Linked DNA regions of Sus scrofa: region 2 is linked to region 1. Evidence: chromatin contacts called from public Hi-C data. All regions are on one chromosome and are shown on one strand. Each heading gives the region's core, a stretch centred on a gene start, on an enhancer-like site or on the middle of the called end of the contact. The rest is flanking DNA. Distances are from core to core; before and after follow the strand shown. Region 1 overlaps SAMD12 (sterile alpha motif domain-containing protein 12). Region 2 overlaps EXT1 (exostosin-1).

Evidence for each region. Hi-C and Micro-C count contacts between places; a contact is called where the count stands out from the background.
Region 2: a contact with region 1 is called in a Hi-C map of heart right ventricle, with 2.0 times the contacts expected there. The contact joins two enhancer-like sites.

The regions. Positions count from the first base shown.
Region 1 is chr4:20,551,186-20,559,082 of Sscrofa11.1, reverse strand. All of the region lies in intron 4 of SAMD12 (sterile alpha motif domain-containing protein 12), which reads right to left. Among named protein-coding and RNA genes, the nearest start is that of EXT1, 90 kb to the left of the region's middle. Within about 2 kb of position 3,977, at least 2 of the 83 cell types and tissues checked have an H3K27ac peak or open chromatin away from gene starts, as enhancers often do.
Region 2 is chr4:20,885,736-20,893,632 of Sscrofa11.1, reverse strand. All of the region lies in intron 1 of EXT1 (exostosin-1), which reads right to left. Among named protein-coding and RNA genes, the nearest start is that of EXT1, 240 kb to the right of the region's middle. Within about 2 kb of position 4,447, at least 13 of the 83 cell types and tissues checked have an H3K27ac peak or open chromatin away from gene starts, as enhancers often do.

The DNA.
Region 1 (7,897 bases), core at 2,728-5,227:
GGGGTATGCCCAGTACAAAGCTTGAACCACTGGCTTTTATCACAGATGTGAAGTGATGGGTTCTGCCGTTATCACTTGGTTAGAGTTTTTTTTTTTTTTTTTTACATGCAACAGGAATCATGGCTTTTACATACATGCCATCGGGTATGTAAAAGCTCTATGAAGTCAAAATATAAAAACAGCAATTTGTATTAGATGGCTCTGGCTCTTTATATTTTTGTTTTTGTGTTTTTAGAATTGCAATATAGTTGATTTACAATATTGTGCTAATTCTAGGTGTACTGTAGTGATTCATATTTTTTTGCGATTCCATTCCATTCCACAGATTATTACAAAATACTAAGTCCCATTCTATATAGTAAATCCTTATTGCCTTTCTATTTTATGTATAGTAGTTTGTTAATCCTATATTTCTAATTTGTCCCTGCTTCTCTCCCCTTTGGAAACCATAAATTTGCTTCTCATGTCTGTGAATATGCTTGTTTTGTACATACATTCATTTGTGTTATTTCTTGGATTCCATATATAAGTGATATCACATGGTATTTGTCTTTGTCTTATTTCACTAATCATTATATTCTCTAGGTCCATCCATGTCTCTATAAATGGCAATATTTCATTCTTTCTGAAGCTGAGTAACATTCCACTGTGTGGTGTGTGTGTGTGTGTGTGTGTGTGTGTGTGTGTGTGTGTATCTTTCTAAACCAACTGTCTGTTGATGGGCATTTGGGTGGCTTCCAAGTCTTGGATATTAAAATAGTGTTTCTATGAACACTGGAGCGCATGTATCTTTTTGAATTAGAGTTTTCATTTTTTCCCAGATATATACCCAGGAATGGGATTGCTGGATCATATGGTAACTCTATATGTTTTCTGAGGAATCTCCATACTGTTTTCTATGGTGGCTGCATCAATTTACACTCCCACCAATAGCATAGGAGGGTTTCTTTTTCTCCACACCCTCTCTAGCATTTATTATTTGTAGACTTTTATATGATAGCCATTCTGACCAACGTTAGGTGATATTTGTGATTTTGATTTGTAATTTTTCAATAATTAGTGATGTTGAACATATTTTCATGTTCCTGTGGGCCATCTGTATATCTTTGGAGAAATGTCTATTTGGTTTTTCTGCTAATTTTTTTTTATTGAGTTATTTGTTGGTGTTGAGTTTTATGAACTGTTTATATATTTTGGAGTAAATCCTTGTCAGCTGCATCATTTGCAAATATTTTTTCCCATTCTATAGGTTGTCTTTTGGTTTTGTTTATGGTTTACTTTGCTGTGCAAAAGCTTTTAAGTTTGACTAGGTCCCATTTGTTTATTTCTCCTTTTATTTCTTTTGCTTTGGAAGACTAATATAAGAAAACACTGCCATAATTTAGGTCAAAGAACTTTTGCCTGTGTTCTCTTCTCAGAGTTTTCTGGTGTCATGTCTTATTTTTAGGTCTTTAACGTATTTTGAGTTTAATCTATTTTTACATATGGTGTAAGGGAATGTTCTAATTTCATTGCTTTACATGTAACTACCCAGCTTTCTCAACACCTCTTGTTTTTTTTTAATTTTTTAAATTGTTATTTCCCCAATACAATTTTTTTTTCTACTGTACAGCATGGTGACCCAGTTACATACATATATACATTCTTTTTTCTCCCATTATCATGCTCCATCATAAGTGACTAGACATAGTTCTCAGTGCTACACAGTAGGCTCTCATTGCCAATCCATTCCAAAAGCAATAGTTTGCATCTATTAACCCCCAGAGACTGTCTTTTCTCCTTGTATTTTTGCCTCTTTTGTCAATATTAATTGACTGTAGGTGTAAGGGTTTATGTCTGGGCTGTCTATTCTGTCCCATTGGTCTATAAGTCTGTTTTTGAGCCAATACCATGTTGTTTGATTAATATAGCTTTGTAGTATAGTCTGAAGCCTGAAAGGGTTATACTTATAGCTTTGTTCTCTCCCCCCCACACCTCAGGATTTTTCTGGCAGTTCTGTTTTTTTTTTTTTTTTTTTTTTTTTTGTGGTTCCATATAAATCTGAGGATTATTTGTTCTAGTTCTTTGAAAAAGTTCATGAGTTTTTTGATAAAGGTTGTATTAAATCTGGAGATTGCTTTGGGTAGTATGGCCATTTTAACAACATTAATTCTTCCATTCCAAGAGTATGGGATATCTTTCCACTACTTTGTACATCTACGATTTCCTCCATCAATACTTTAGTTTTCACAGTATAGGTCTTTCACCTCCTTGGTTACATTTATTCCTAGGTATTTTATTCTTTTTGATATGATTTAAAATGGGATCTTTTTTTACTTTCTCCTTCTGGTATTTCGTTATTTGTTTATAGAAACATAAAAGATTTCTGTATATTAATCTCACATCCTGATACATTCCTGAAATCATTTATTAGTTCTAACAGGTGTGGCGACTTTAGGGTTCTTTACATACAGTATCAAGTCATCTGAAAATAGTGATTTTTCACCTCTTGCCTTCTAATCTGGACAACTTTCATTTATTTTTCTGGTCTGATTGCTATGCCTAGGATTTCCAATACTATGTTAAACAGAAGTGGCAAGATTGGTCATCCTCTTCCTGTTGCTGAATTTAGCAGGAAGCTCTTCACCTTTCCTATCTGTGGGTTTGTTATAAATGGTAGATGGCTCTGGATCTTTAAAGGGGGAAGGAAGAGTGTGGTACGGTTTCACCTGTCCATCCTAAGGGCTTCATATCCCAGACAACCTCTAGCTCCTCATATGTACTAAGTTATTTACAACTTTTGCTCAACCTTTCCTCGTGATTGGATGAATTCTTTTACACCCTCACACTCTAGTGAACACCCATTACTCTGTTTTTCAAGACTGCTTCAAGTGTCACATTCTTTACGAAGCCTTCTCTCCCTCTAGAAACAGCTGACAACTTATCCTTGGATGCCAGCATGGCATCGTAAGTGTTTACCAGCAAACCCACCATTCTATTTTAATGTGTCCATCATCTCCTCCTAAATTTTTTGAAGGTGGTACCACGTCTTAACTGTCATGTATCTTCCTAATGCAAAGTGCAGTGCCAAGTATACAGAAAGTGCTTCTTAATAAATAGTTGTAAAATAATGAAGACAGGAATGATGTTGGAGAAGAAGAGTGTTTCCCCCCCTCTCCTTTTCAGGGCTTAATTCAGTACCTAATTTTACCTGAATTACTTGAATCTGCATATAGGGAGGGGGGTTGTTCCTATTTCTTTCTCTACATCTAAGGATTGTTCCAGGAATATGTACATCCCAGAACTGGCCACATATGGATTTGCAGCTAACCAACAGTAACAAGCCCTTTCTCAAATCTTTTTTCGATGGGTCCACATTACTAGTTTAGACATTCTGGAAACCAATCACCTGGTCAGTTCAATAGCTTCAGAGTCCAAGGTGAATAGGATGCATTAGAGCCCAGTGATTAAAGAGTGTGGGGTTCTGGAGTCAGGCAGATCTGGTTGATATCTAAGGCTCACCACTTCCAGCTGTATGATGTTAGAAACATGAATTTTTCCAAACATCAATGCCTTCACCTTTAACATGGTGATGATAATCCCCACCTCACTGGGTTGCTGTAATGATGAAATGGGCTCATACAAAAAGTACTTTGCATAGTATCTGGCAAATAGTCAATATTTGCTAAATGATGGCTATTATTTTTTATTAATATTATTGTCACAACGTTCTAAAATTCCCTAGAGAAACTAGAGATAGAAATAGGTCAATGCACTAATGCCACAGCTGGGGGCCAGGAAACAGAAATAACATGGCCCGAAGGGCAAGCCTTTGCACCCGCCAGTGACAGATAATACTCTTCTCGCCTGCCAAGGCCACAGTCGACACACGCTGGCTTCCACTCTCACCCAGATTAGTGCAGACGCCAACAGGCAGTCCTGTGATAGAGTTCACAGCAGACACTTCAAAGGCTAGGAGAAGCTGGCCTGGGAGGCAAAGGCCAGCTTGGCAGAGGATTCTAGAACAGATCTGGAATGGACTGTGTCCAGTGCCACCTGCCCCACTCCAGTCATAAGGGTGTATTTGGGAAAGAAGAAAAGAAAGGTGGGTTAAGAAAGCAAGTTCCTAAACTGCAATAGGAATGTGGGACACAAAACCAGTAGCTGTGTTTGTATAAAAGAACACTCATCACGAAGTTCCTGTTGTGGCTCAGCGGTAACAAACTTGACTAGGATCCATCAGGATGCAGGTTCGATCCCTGGCCTTGTTCAGTGGGATGGGGATCCGGTGTTGCCATGAGCTGTGGTGTAGGTCACAGATGCAGCTTGGATCTGGTGTTGCTGTGGCTGTGGTATAGGCCAGCAGCTGCAGCTCGGATTCAACCCCTAGCCTGGGAATATTCATATGCCTCGAGTGCAGCCCAAAAAAGCAAAGAAAAAAAAAAAAAGAATGCTCATCAAATGTGAACCCTATCTAAGGCCTTAAATAAGAGGTCTGACCTAGAGAAAGTTGGTAAATTTCTATCTAACAATCTAAAACCTGTTCTATGTTTAGAGCAGTGGTTCTCAACTGGGTGCAACTGGGAACCCCCTCTGGCAATGTCAGGAGACATTTTTGGTTGTCACAGTTTAGGAGATACTCTTGGCATCTAGTAGGTAGAGGCCAAGAACCCTGCTAAACATCCTGGAATGCATGGGACAGACCCTCACTTCAAAGAATTATCCAGCTCAAAATGTCAATAGCGCTGAGGCTGGTTTAAAGGATACAGGTCCTTGTTATCTTCTATTGCTGGTTGTGAGCCAAATATATCATTCCCAGAATAGGCCAAGATAAAAACCAACTTAAGTGTGCCTCTTGTGTATACAAGAAACCAGGCTGATTTCAAACCTCACTCCCCCTCTTCATCATTTGCTCATTTTATTTGATTTTATATTCAATGTAATCAAAACCTCTAATACTAAATCATTTCTAACTTTTAGAACCCTCAAAGGCATACCATTATCATCATCAAGATGGGAAGATTTAAACAGGTATGCTCAATTAATTAATTAGTATGTCCAAAAGAAGTTAGGAGATAAAAGAAGGACAAGGGAGGATTTATGTGGCAATAAAACTCGACTCTGCTAACCAGCCCTTTGGTGGAAGAAGTCACATGTGTTGTCAGTGCACTGTTTTCATTTCTGCTACTACCTGCGCCCTGATAGTTTGGAGGAGGGGGTTGCCTGCCTCCTGAGAATGCACTGAAGAAATCGATGCTAGCCCCGACTGCATGAAGATGGAGACCAGAAACCAGGTATCAGGATAGCAGAGGACTTGGGTTAAGAGCAATAAAAGAGACGACACATGCAAACTAGTCTGTAACTTCTCATCACCCCGAGTAAACTGGAGACCACGATGGCTCTGTGACGGCTAATTTTATGTGTCAATGTGACTGGGCCATGGGGTGGCCAGATATTTGATGAAACATTATTCTGGGTGTGTCTGGGAGAGTGTTTCTGGAAGAGATTAACATTTGACTGAGTAAAGCAAATTGCTCTCTCTACCGTGGGTGGTCCCTGTCCAAACAATTGAAAGCCTGGGTAGAATAAAAGGCTGAGTAAGGGGGAATTCACTCATGTTTGCTGAGGGATATCAGTTCTCCTGTCTTTAGACTTGGCCTCAGACTTGAACTTAAATTATCAGCTTGCCTGGGGCTACAGCTTGCAGAACGTGGGCCTTCTCAGCCTTCAAAATTGTGAGTCATTCCTTATAGTAAATTAGTTTATCTATCTATCTATCATCTTTAGATAGATCGATCAGTCCATTTATCTACAAGACATATGTTGATATATATGACTATATATAATATGAAAAAAAATATATATATCCAATAGCTCCTATTGGCTCTGTTTCTGGGGATAACATCGACTAACACAGAGTCTATAGACCACAACTACTGTAATACTAAGCATTGTCAGTAACCAGGTACTTACTATATGGTGAATAACATGCTAAGAATGTGTCCATTTTGCAGCAACCTGAGGAAGTAGATACCATGGTCTCACTCTACAGAAGAAGACGAAGGTCAGGTTTGGGGGTAATAAATGACCTAAGACACCTTCTGGCCAGGCTGTGACCCTTGCTCTGGTTATGACATCTTAGGGGCTTATTGACTCCACCGCTGCTAAGCAGACACGCAAGATCCCAAGGCCTCCCTGGGAAGATTTTCAGGCAATCGTTTATACCCAGACGGGTAGGAAGGTCTCGGCTTCCATCTCCCACCCTTTCAGCCTCGATTTTATGGCTTCCATTAGAATGTGATGGGCTCCTGATACTAAAAGGAGCTGGCTTTGCTGTCCTCATTGGCTTCACTTGCTGCCTCTCTCTAGGGAGTTTGAGGTTTCAGGAGATGGGTGAAACTTGACTATTATCTCTTTCTCCCTCTCTCTCTCTGTCTCTCTCTCTCACACACACATTCTGAGAGAGAGAGAGAGAGAGAGTGAGACAGACAGACAGAGACAGAGAGAATTCACTGTGCGAAAGCTGCCTCTCTCCTTTTCCTCACCCCTAGCAGAAATAAAAAACAAAATAAGTGATATGGGAGTTCCCGTCATGGCACAGTGGTTAACGAATCTGACTAGGAACCATGAGGTTGCAGGTTCGATCCCTGGCCTAGCTCAGTGGGTTAGGGATCCGGCGTTGTCGTGAGCTGTGGTGTAGGTCGCAGATGCGGCTTGGATCCCGCATTGCTGTGGCTGTGGCGTAGGCTGGTGGCTACAGCTCCAATTCAACCCCTAGCCTGGGAACCTCCATATGCCATGGGAGTGGCCCTAGAAAAGGCAAAAAGACAGAAACAAACAAACAAACAAAAAAAGCAAGTGATACCGTATTTTTTTCCTTACTCTATTCCAAATAAGACTGCTAGTCTACACCAGGAGGCTCAAGAGCCTCTCAGAAATTGACTCTGGTTCCTATGGGTTCAGTTGAGTCTCTGGATTCCAGGGTTTTAAGACCTCTGTCATTTCAGCCTGAGGTTTGCAAACCTGACTGCACCAGACTCACCTGGAGGAGCTTCTTAAAATTTTATTTTTTTACCTAGCCTTTCTCCATTTTTACTTATTGAGGGTCCAGAGGAGGTCTAGAAAGCTCTGTGTTTAACAAGTGGCTAGGTGATTCTCATGAAGCCAGCTTGGCACAAATCCATGGGAGCACCTATATCTTTCCCCAGTACTTAAATAGCAGTTATTTGTCCTTCAGACAGAGAAAAGTGTGCAGACTGTGGAGGAAATTCGGTTTATTGTCTTGTTCACTTCATGTAATAAAATACCAAGAACCCTGGATAAGACCTAGTGCAGTGATCCAAATACTGGGTTTTAGAGTGAGGCACACCAGAACGGCAAGACCCCAGCAAGGTGGCCAACCCATTCAAAGCCCTGGGGACTTAGGGACAGTCCAGCATCATGGTGTTGTTTAGTTTCTCCAGGCTGGTTCATGCATCAGTCAAGCAGGCAAGGAACAGTTATTCCACTGAGCCCTTACTAAGATGCTGCTTCCCATTGCCTTGGGGGCTGCCGGGCTTGGGGAGGTTCATATGTCTCATTGTACTTATCATACTGCATCAGAAGCACCTGATGATGTGTCTGTCTGTGGACTAAGGCTCCCTCAACTTTGCTGTGCTTGGAAATCCCCTGGGAGAGCTTGGGACAGCCCAGGTTTGGGGCCCCAAAGGAAAAGAATCTGACTCAGTAGGTTCAGAGTAGGCCTGTGAATCTGCATTTCTAACAAGCTAGATTGTTGTTGCTAGCTTGTTGCTAGTCTGAGGACCACACTTTAAGCATCACTGCTCCTAACCCCAAGCTTCTTCAGGCAAAGAATATGTCTTATTCTTTTCTTACTGCAGTGTATGATAGAATGCCTAGACTAGCAAAGGGGCTCTTG
Region 2 (7,897 bases), core at 3,198-5,697, 330 kb before region 1:
TAACATAATTACAGGGATGGAGAACAGATTAGTGATTACCGGTAGAATGAGACTGGGGGGAAGATTAGAAGATGACAGGTCACGTGAGGGAGACAATCTTTTTAGAGAGGATTTCTTCTCTCTGACTTGGGTTTAGAAATGTAAATCACATCTTCTTAAGAACAAGAGCTAATGAACACATGATATCCTCAGCAAGAGGGTAAGTAGATGAGGGAGGCCACTAATCTCTGAGAACTCTCAGCTTTAATTAATAAATGGTTTTGGTACCCTTTTCAGATGGCCATTAAGTCCCCCATTGTATAGGTGTTGACACAAAAGATAGAACAGTTTCCATAAACTACGGCAATGAAAAATGCCGTAAAAATGACATGACCCTGTCGTTAACCTAGAAACCAAAACCATTTTACAGCCGGAATAATTTTCTCCTTATTGCAGTGAATAATGCATGGGACACACCCCATTTAAAATGGGCCATGTCATAAGCGAAGTCCTTCCTCTTCATAGGAATCCCTCTTTTTTTTGCGGGGGGGAGGCAGGCAGCAATTCAGTGCAACCAGGAATTGGGTGGAGGGCAGAGGTCTGTTGGGGTCTGTTGAGGTCTGCTGGGGTCTTCAGAATACGCTCTTCTAACCAGTAGCATCATTTGCATCATCTGGGAAATTGGTAGAAACTCAAATGCTTAGCCTCACCCAGGTCTGCTGAGTCAGCCACCCTGGGGAGAAAGGCCCAGAATTCTTTGTTTTAACTTGCCCTCCAGGTAATTAAGAGGCACCCTAAATTTTGAGAACCACTGGCATGGTAATTAAGAGCTTAATAATTAGAAGCTTAGTGGTTAAGCAGCTTTCGACCCAGCCAAACCTAGGTTCCAATTTCAGCTTGGCTATTCACAAGCTGAGTGATCTTGGGAAAGTTATTTAATTTGTCTACATCTTAGTCTCCTGGCTGGCAGAATGGGGATAATGCTTCTACTGTGAGGATTAAATGATACATTTGAACTAAAGCATGGGCACATTATAAACAATGTAGAAATGATACCTATGATGGAAGAGAGGCAACAGAATGTAATGCAAGGCTGACTCCAAGTGAGAAAACTTGGGTTGAAGAATTTGGGTTCTGCTTCTACCCCTTTCTGTGTGCCTCTGTGCAAACTCTTTAGCTTCTCTGTGCCTCAAAGATATACATGTACATACAGTAGAACCTGCAACACACTACACAACGGTAAGTTTTTGTACAAATTATATCAGTTTAAGAGGAATAAAAACGTTTCAAAAAAGTAACAAAGAAATGAAAAGAGAACAGCATTCCCAAAGACAGGGTGGGGAGAAACGTGGAGCTGACCCTTTAAAAGAAAATGAAATCAGAAGCTGTGAATCACAACAGCAGCTTCTAATTGAAAGGATTTGCCTTATTATCAAAAGCCCCACAGACAGGGATGTTGCTGGTGCAGCGAGCTCCCAGTGCCTCCTGAGCATGCCACAATTCCTCCGGGGGGTGACATCTGCCACGTGGGCCTGCTTTTTGCTAATCATAGAGGAAAGGGAGGAAGCAAGTGAGCCAGACCCTCGTCTCTGTAGTCACACGATTCTAGTCTCCCCTGATGTTGCTACAGTTTTTCTCAAGTATTTATTTATAAAGGCAGTTAACATCTACAACTGATAGGTTCCCTCTCAGTCCCCATCCTCATAAGTACTTAATCTTCTTTGCTTATACCAAGTTGGAATGTCATCCCCTAGAAGAAGAAAAAAGCACCCCAGGACAATCTATGACTGTTGTAGCTGCCTCTGGGAGAAGGGAAATAAAAGAGCTTATTACTTAGCACCTCCTCTGTGATTTTTTTCATTCATTCAACAAACAGTAGGTGAATGCCTACCATGTCTCAAGTACTGTTCAAGGAACTGATGGTTCAGGGAAAAGGTGTATGTGTTATTAAATGATTGTCATTCAGGAAGGGAAATGGGAAGATGGAGGCAAGGGCTGAGGGTTATGAAGAGAAGAGAAACAATAGCCATGACTTGGGTCAAAGAGAAGCAGGGATGCCTTCTGCAGGAATGGAGACTTTAAGGTACATATTAAAGGAAGAGCAAGAGTCAGTCTGGCAAAGAGCTGAGAGGAAGTGATGGGCATTTTGGGGGGGGGGGAGAAAGCAGAGCAGGAACAAAGACACAGAGGTGAGATAAATGCCCCCAGATTTGGGGGGGGGGGCAGAGAGGGGGTGATGAGGCTGCTGGTGCAGGCAGGGTCCCATTGGGAAGATCACGTGTGATTATCTCCTGGCCCTCAGACATGACCCTGTGCAGGCGATCATGAATCACTGAAGGGCTCAAGCTGAAGAATGACAATATTACCAAAGGAACTCTTAGGACTTGATAAAACCCAACCTCACAGGTGAGCAGTAAGTTCCAAGCCAATAATCTAGTCAACGCAGGTCACAGCTATGGTGCCTCCAGGGCCGCAGCTCTGGCTTTTCAATTCTAAAGGGCCTTTGCTTTCCACTACATGATGCCCCCTCCTGGGGCAGCTCTCACAAATGCAGTGTCTGAAAGTAATTTTCCTTAGGCAGTCAAGTCCTCAACAGCTCGCCTAGTTCAGAGCATTGGCAAGATACAGCTATCACTTAAAAGGCCTCTCCTCTGCCCCATGTCACACCAGGGGTTCAGTCCAAGAGGGTGCTTTGTTACTTAATAGCTATGTTGCCTTAGGCCCTTTCTTGGACTTTACAGATTTAATGCTTAAATTTTCAATTATTTTTGAGAATACCCAAAAGTTCACAGCATACAATAATATGCAATTGGCCCAAGGCAGATTTGAACTAAGAAACACTCAAGTGGGAATGATTCAGAGTCTTGTAGCTGGAAAATGGGTCCAGTGGCCACGGTTCTATCTCTCTTTGTAATTGACACATGGAAAAGTAGGGGTCCCTGTGGGCTTTGAGAATTCACCAGACCCACTAAGCCTGTTGCTTCACATGATCTCTGTGCCCAGGAACAAGCTACTCTACATTCTGGTGTTGGGTAGATACAGGTGGGTTATCCTGGCATTTGGTGCTGGGCCTGGCTGACCATGGCGGCTGCTGCCTCAGGGACACTCGATGGCTCCCAGTGGGAAGGCACTCAATAGCTATTTGGAGATGGCAGGGCCACTCCACCCTGAGCACTGCCTGCTGCTCGCATCTCTGGGTCAGTCCAAGGCCTAGGGATTGATTTCTTTGTGATGCTCCTCAGAACGATGCTGCCGGTCCCCAGCTGTCCACCCTTTCACATGCCTTAGCTTTCCATGGAAGCCCATCTGCTTATGGATCCATTCAGGATCCATTTCAACATTGGGAAAGGTGGGAGGAACGGGGTGTGGGCTCTAGCTAGGACGGGAGGCCCCAGGGGAGGTGGGAACGGCCCTGCACACCCCTCATTTAAGTCTCACGGCCACCCCGGAGGCGCATATTGATACACCTGCTTTTCACAGGGAAGAGGAGAGAGTCAGACGGATCCTTGAAATCAAACATCATGTCTGAACAACGGATCATAATCCTATATCAAGTCTAAACTCCCCCACCCCATCTCTACCCTCAATATCCACTGACAGCGCAGAACTATACCCTTAGCCAGGTGGTAATGAATTCAACATGTTCCAGGTACGTGATGGAGTCGACCATCTCAGTCCCCGCTTACTACACAGCAGCTCAATGGCTAATATGTAAAAGCAAGTGAAAAAAAAGGACAGCCATTAATGATAACAATTATAATAATAACTCCTCCCCCCACTGATTACATGTTTCCCATTGCTGGGGGTGGGGGCAAAACAATCTGTATTCATACCAACCCTTTCCCTCTACAACCACATGTAAAATGGCCCCATTTTACAGATGATGAAGTTGAGTCACAGAGGTTTTGTGGGGCTTGTACAGAAAGGCAGGATTCACAGTGTATGTATGCTCTGCTGTCTCTCAGAGCTGCCTAGAAGGTAGGATGCAGCAAAAGGGGAAAATGAAAGAGCATTTGAGTACCTTGTGCCAGGGGACCTTAATCTCAGGAAGCCGTCTGAGGGAGGAGAGGTATTGTGGCACCGGCTTTTGTGCTCAGAAATACCAAATTTCAAACTGCTCCAAGATAAATGCAATTCCAGGATGCATGGGTCTAAACTCTGTTTGGAAATAAAGCAGTTCTGAAAATGTTAAATAAAGGGCTCTCTGGGTACGGGGGGGAGGGAGGGGAATGGCAATTAAAGAGCCAGCAGCAAGCTTGACCTCAGATGGATACGTGGGTCCAGAAGAGGCACAGCAAGGTCTTGGCTGCAGGAGCTAAATGTCTGGGACAGACCCCGAGGGCAAGCGAGAAGCCCGAGGTCATTATCTTACCATTAACCTTTCACCAGGCTCTGCACCACGAAGACGAGCCAAGTGGATCAGGGCCAGGAAGTGTAGACTAAGTTAAGAAGCCCAGCGCCCAGGCTGGCAGCATGGGGTGTCAAGCTTCGATGGCAACTCCTCCTCAGGGACAGGCCATGTCCCAGGGAGCAGGCTGTGGACGGGGTCCTTCTGCCCACACACCTCCTCTGCTTCCACTGCTTCCCTTCCACCCTGATCCCCAGACCTGGCCAGACACCTTCTTGCTGTTGCCCCGTCCAGTGCTCCCCCTGGATTAATTGCCTGTTCTCTTGTTTTCCTTCCACTGGGCTCCAGGAGGCAGGACCACGGTCCTTCCTCTCAAACCAACACCTACCCCCAGAGCCTGGCCCGTAGCAGCCCCTCAAACCCAGGTATTGAATAGATGAAAAATGCTCAGTGTTCACTAGTGTGCAGGGGGGCTGTGGAAGCAACAGAGACCCAAAGAAGAGATTCAAGCCTTTCGTTGCAGTTACAACAACCTCTTTGGCTACTAACAACATGTCTGACTCTTAGTTACGCCAGGCCTCCCCAGATGATTTTCACTCCTATGTTCAGGCTGAGCCAGACTGACTTAGACAATGGAAAAAGGCGTCTTTTATATACAGCATCTTTCTTTTGTACGTTTTCTATCCTTTCTCTGTCTTTATTTCCCAAGGCCTGGCAGCTTGTTAAAAATTTCGTCTTCTCTCTGCACCCTGATGAAGGGGGTGGGGGGATGCGGGGTGGGGAATGTGTGTTTCACCAGCCCCGATAAATAGCATTATTTGCAAATCAAGCTAAATATATGCACAGCTCTCTTCAGACTGAACTGTCTCCTGGCTTTCCTCCATGTTGGAGCTCAAAAAAAAATAAATAACGAAACAAACCTGGAGCATCTCTTTCTGGCTTCTGTAATGATAAACACTGCAAAGGTGATGACTCCCCATCCTTCAAAGATAACTGGGCTTCCCCCGGTGTTCTGACCCCTCCCCTTCCTGGGCCAAGACATTCTTTCCTGCACAGCCAACCTTGGTCAGCACTGGGATTAAGAGGATGCTTGGAATTCCTGCTGGGCTGTTCACGTCATTAGAGTAGGCACCTAGGGGCCATTCGGTGGCGAACCTGACATACCCCGCATTCTTGGTCAGTGCTGAAGCCTTTCATCTGGTCGTTGCACTTAAGTGATTATAAAATACCTTGAGAATCCAATTGCATACAGCTAATGAAATGATGCTGGTTTCAGCTACCCTCACTTCCCATCTCCTTTCCTATCTTTGTCATTCCTGGGCTCTTACCTTCTGACTTTGCCAGTCAGGGTCAGCTCGCTCCTAGGCCTTTTGCACTGAGCAAGCAAATGAGACCACAGAACTCTGGCTAGGCAGAGATGGTGCATCTTAAAACAAAACAAAACAAAACAAAACAAAACCATAGGACACCGATGTAATATGAAAGCTGCATGAAGCTTGTGGTCTCTGGAAAGTTTAATCTCTCCCATCTGGGTATGTGAATATATAAACGTACAGGTGTACAGTGTGTCCACGAGACATAAAAATCTGTTATGATTAACTCTCTGATACCACATATTGTTTATTTACAAGATCACCCTCCCAGGAAGGGTTTGGTCACTGGAGACTAGGAAAGCCCGTAAGTCTAGATTTTTGCCTTTTCCTTTGGCAGAAGCACAACAGTGCCCTGGGGGAAAGAGTCTGTGAAGCTCTGAGTCACCTCTTCCTCTCCTCCAACCAGCTCTGCTCAGCACTGTTCCCCTTGAGAAGCAGTTAAGGAGCCAGCCAGCTCCTAGGTGGCCTCATTTTGGGAAGAGGTTGTGGGACAAAGAGAAAATTTAAGAATGTGATGGGGCCGGGGCGGGGGGGGGGGGGTGGGGGGGGCGGGAAGAGGTAGACCAGATGGCCCTTAAGATGCCTTTGGGCCCTGATACTTATTTGCTGGACAAATGAAAACTGAGCAGCTCCTATGTGCCACATCGCATGCTGAGCACTGGAAAAACAAGATGCCAAACCCCTCTGGGAGCTGCCCCCTCCTGGTTTTTATAAGTCCATGGGACCCAGAGTCTCCTCAGCAGCCCCCCTTCCTCTATGTCCTTAATTCTACTCCGCAGGGTTTCCATAGGAGCAGAGCCGCAAGAAGCATATGTTGGTTCTTAGTAGTTTTGGGTCAAAATAGGTTCAATCTTATGTCCCTAAGATACATTTTCCACAGAGCAACCAAAGCTATCTTTAAAATGTCACACCCAGGCTGAAAACCCTCTACTGACGCCTCATGGCACTTAGAGTAAGAGTTGGTCACTTTGCCCTGGATGACAGGGCTCCGTGAGAACTGGCCTCTGCCCACAGCTCCTGCTGCCCCTCTCCTCACTCACCTTCTACAGCTACACTGCCCTTCTCTCAGTTTCTAGAAACACCACACTCATGAACATCTCAGGGACTTGTACTTGCTAGTCCTCCGCCGGGAACATTCTTCTCCCAGATGGACTCAAGATGCGTATCAGCCCTCAGACAAACAGTCCCTCCGCAGAGCGGCCCTCGCAGCCCAGCTCCATTCATGTCTGTCCTGGGATTCACCACTGTCTGAACTCACGCACATATGCGTCTTCCTGGCTTTTTGTCTTTCTTCCTCGATATAATGTTTATTCCATGAGGGCAGGGGCTTACTGCTCCTCTTCACTGCTGGGACCCCAGCCCCTAGACCTGTGCTTGGACCGCAGCCATCTTTTAAGACAATGTTTGTCAAATGAATGCCAGATCTTAGCAAACGACACCTGTGAGGTCATAAATTGTCCCAAATGCTGGCCCATTCACAAGGGTAATTCCATAGGACAAGTTTCTTTCTCTTTATGTTGAAGTAGAGTTGATTTATAATGTTGTGTTCATTTTTGCTGTACGGTAAAGTGATTCAGTTGTCCACATATATACACTTTTAAAAAACGTGTACATTATGGTTTATCATGGGACATTGAATATAGTTCTCTGGGCTGTATGGTAGGACCTTGTTGATCATCTCTTTCATGTATAACATCTTCCCACTACATCCCCATTCCAAGCCCTTCCCCCTTGGCAACCACAAGTCTGTCCTTCTTGTCTACAGGACTAGCTTCTAAAAGGATATAAGAGAAGTCCTCTTTCCTCTTTGTTTTATGCAAACCAGCCTCCTATCGCTGGTTAACCTGAAGATTCATCAATTTCTCCAAATGCCATCTGCTATGAAAGCCAGATCCCATTAAAAATGTCTTCAGAAAAACATTTTAAAGAAAAAGAATGTCTTTAAGAGATACTTATATAGAATGATAGGATGGAACCCGCACAAACGAACACCAAGAAAATAGAGTTTTCTGGCCCTGACTTTGTCACAGTTTGATTTTATGTAAGTTACTCCAGCTCTGAATCCATACTTATTTACAAAAGGGGACAATCATGCTGGTGTTACCTACCTAATAATGAAGTCTACCGAGGGGGCAATGAAGCAGTATAAACGAGAGTGTTATGCAAACTAAAGCACAAACGAAAGACAGTAAGGATG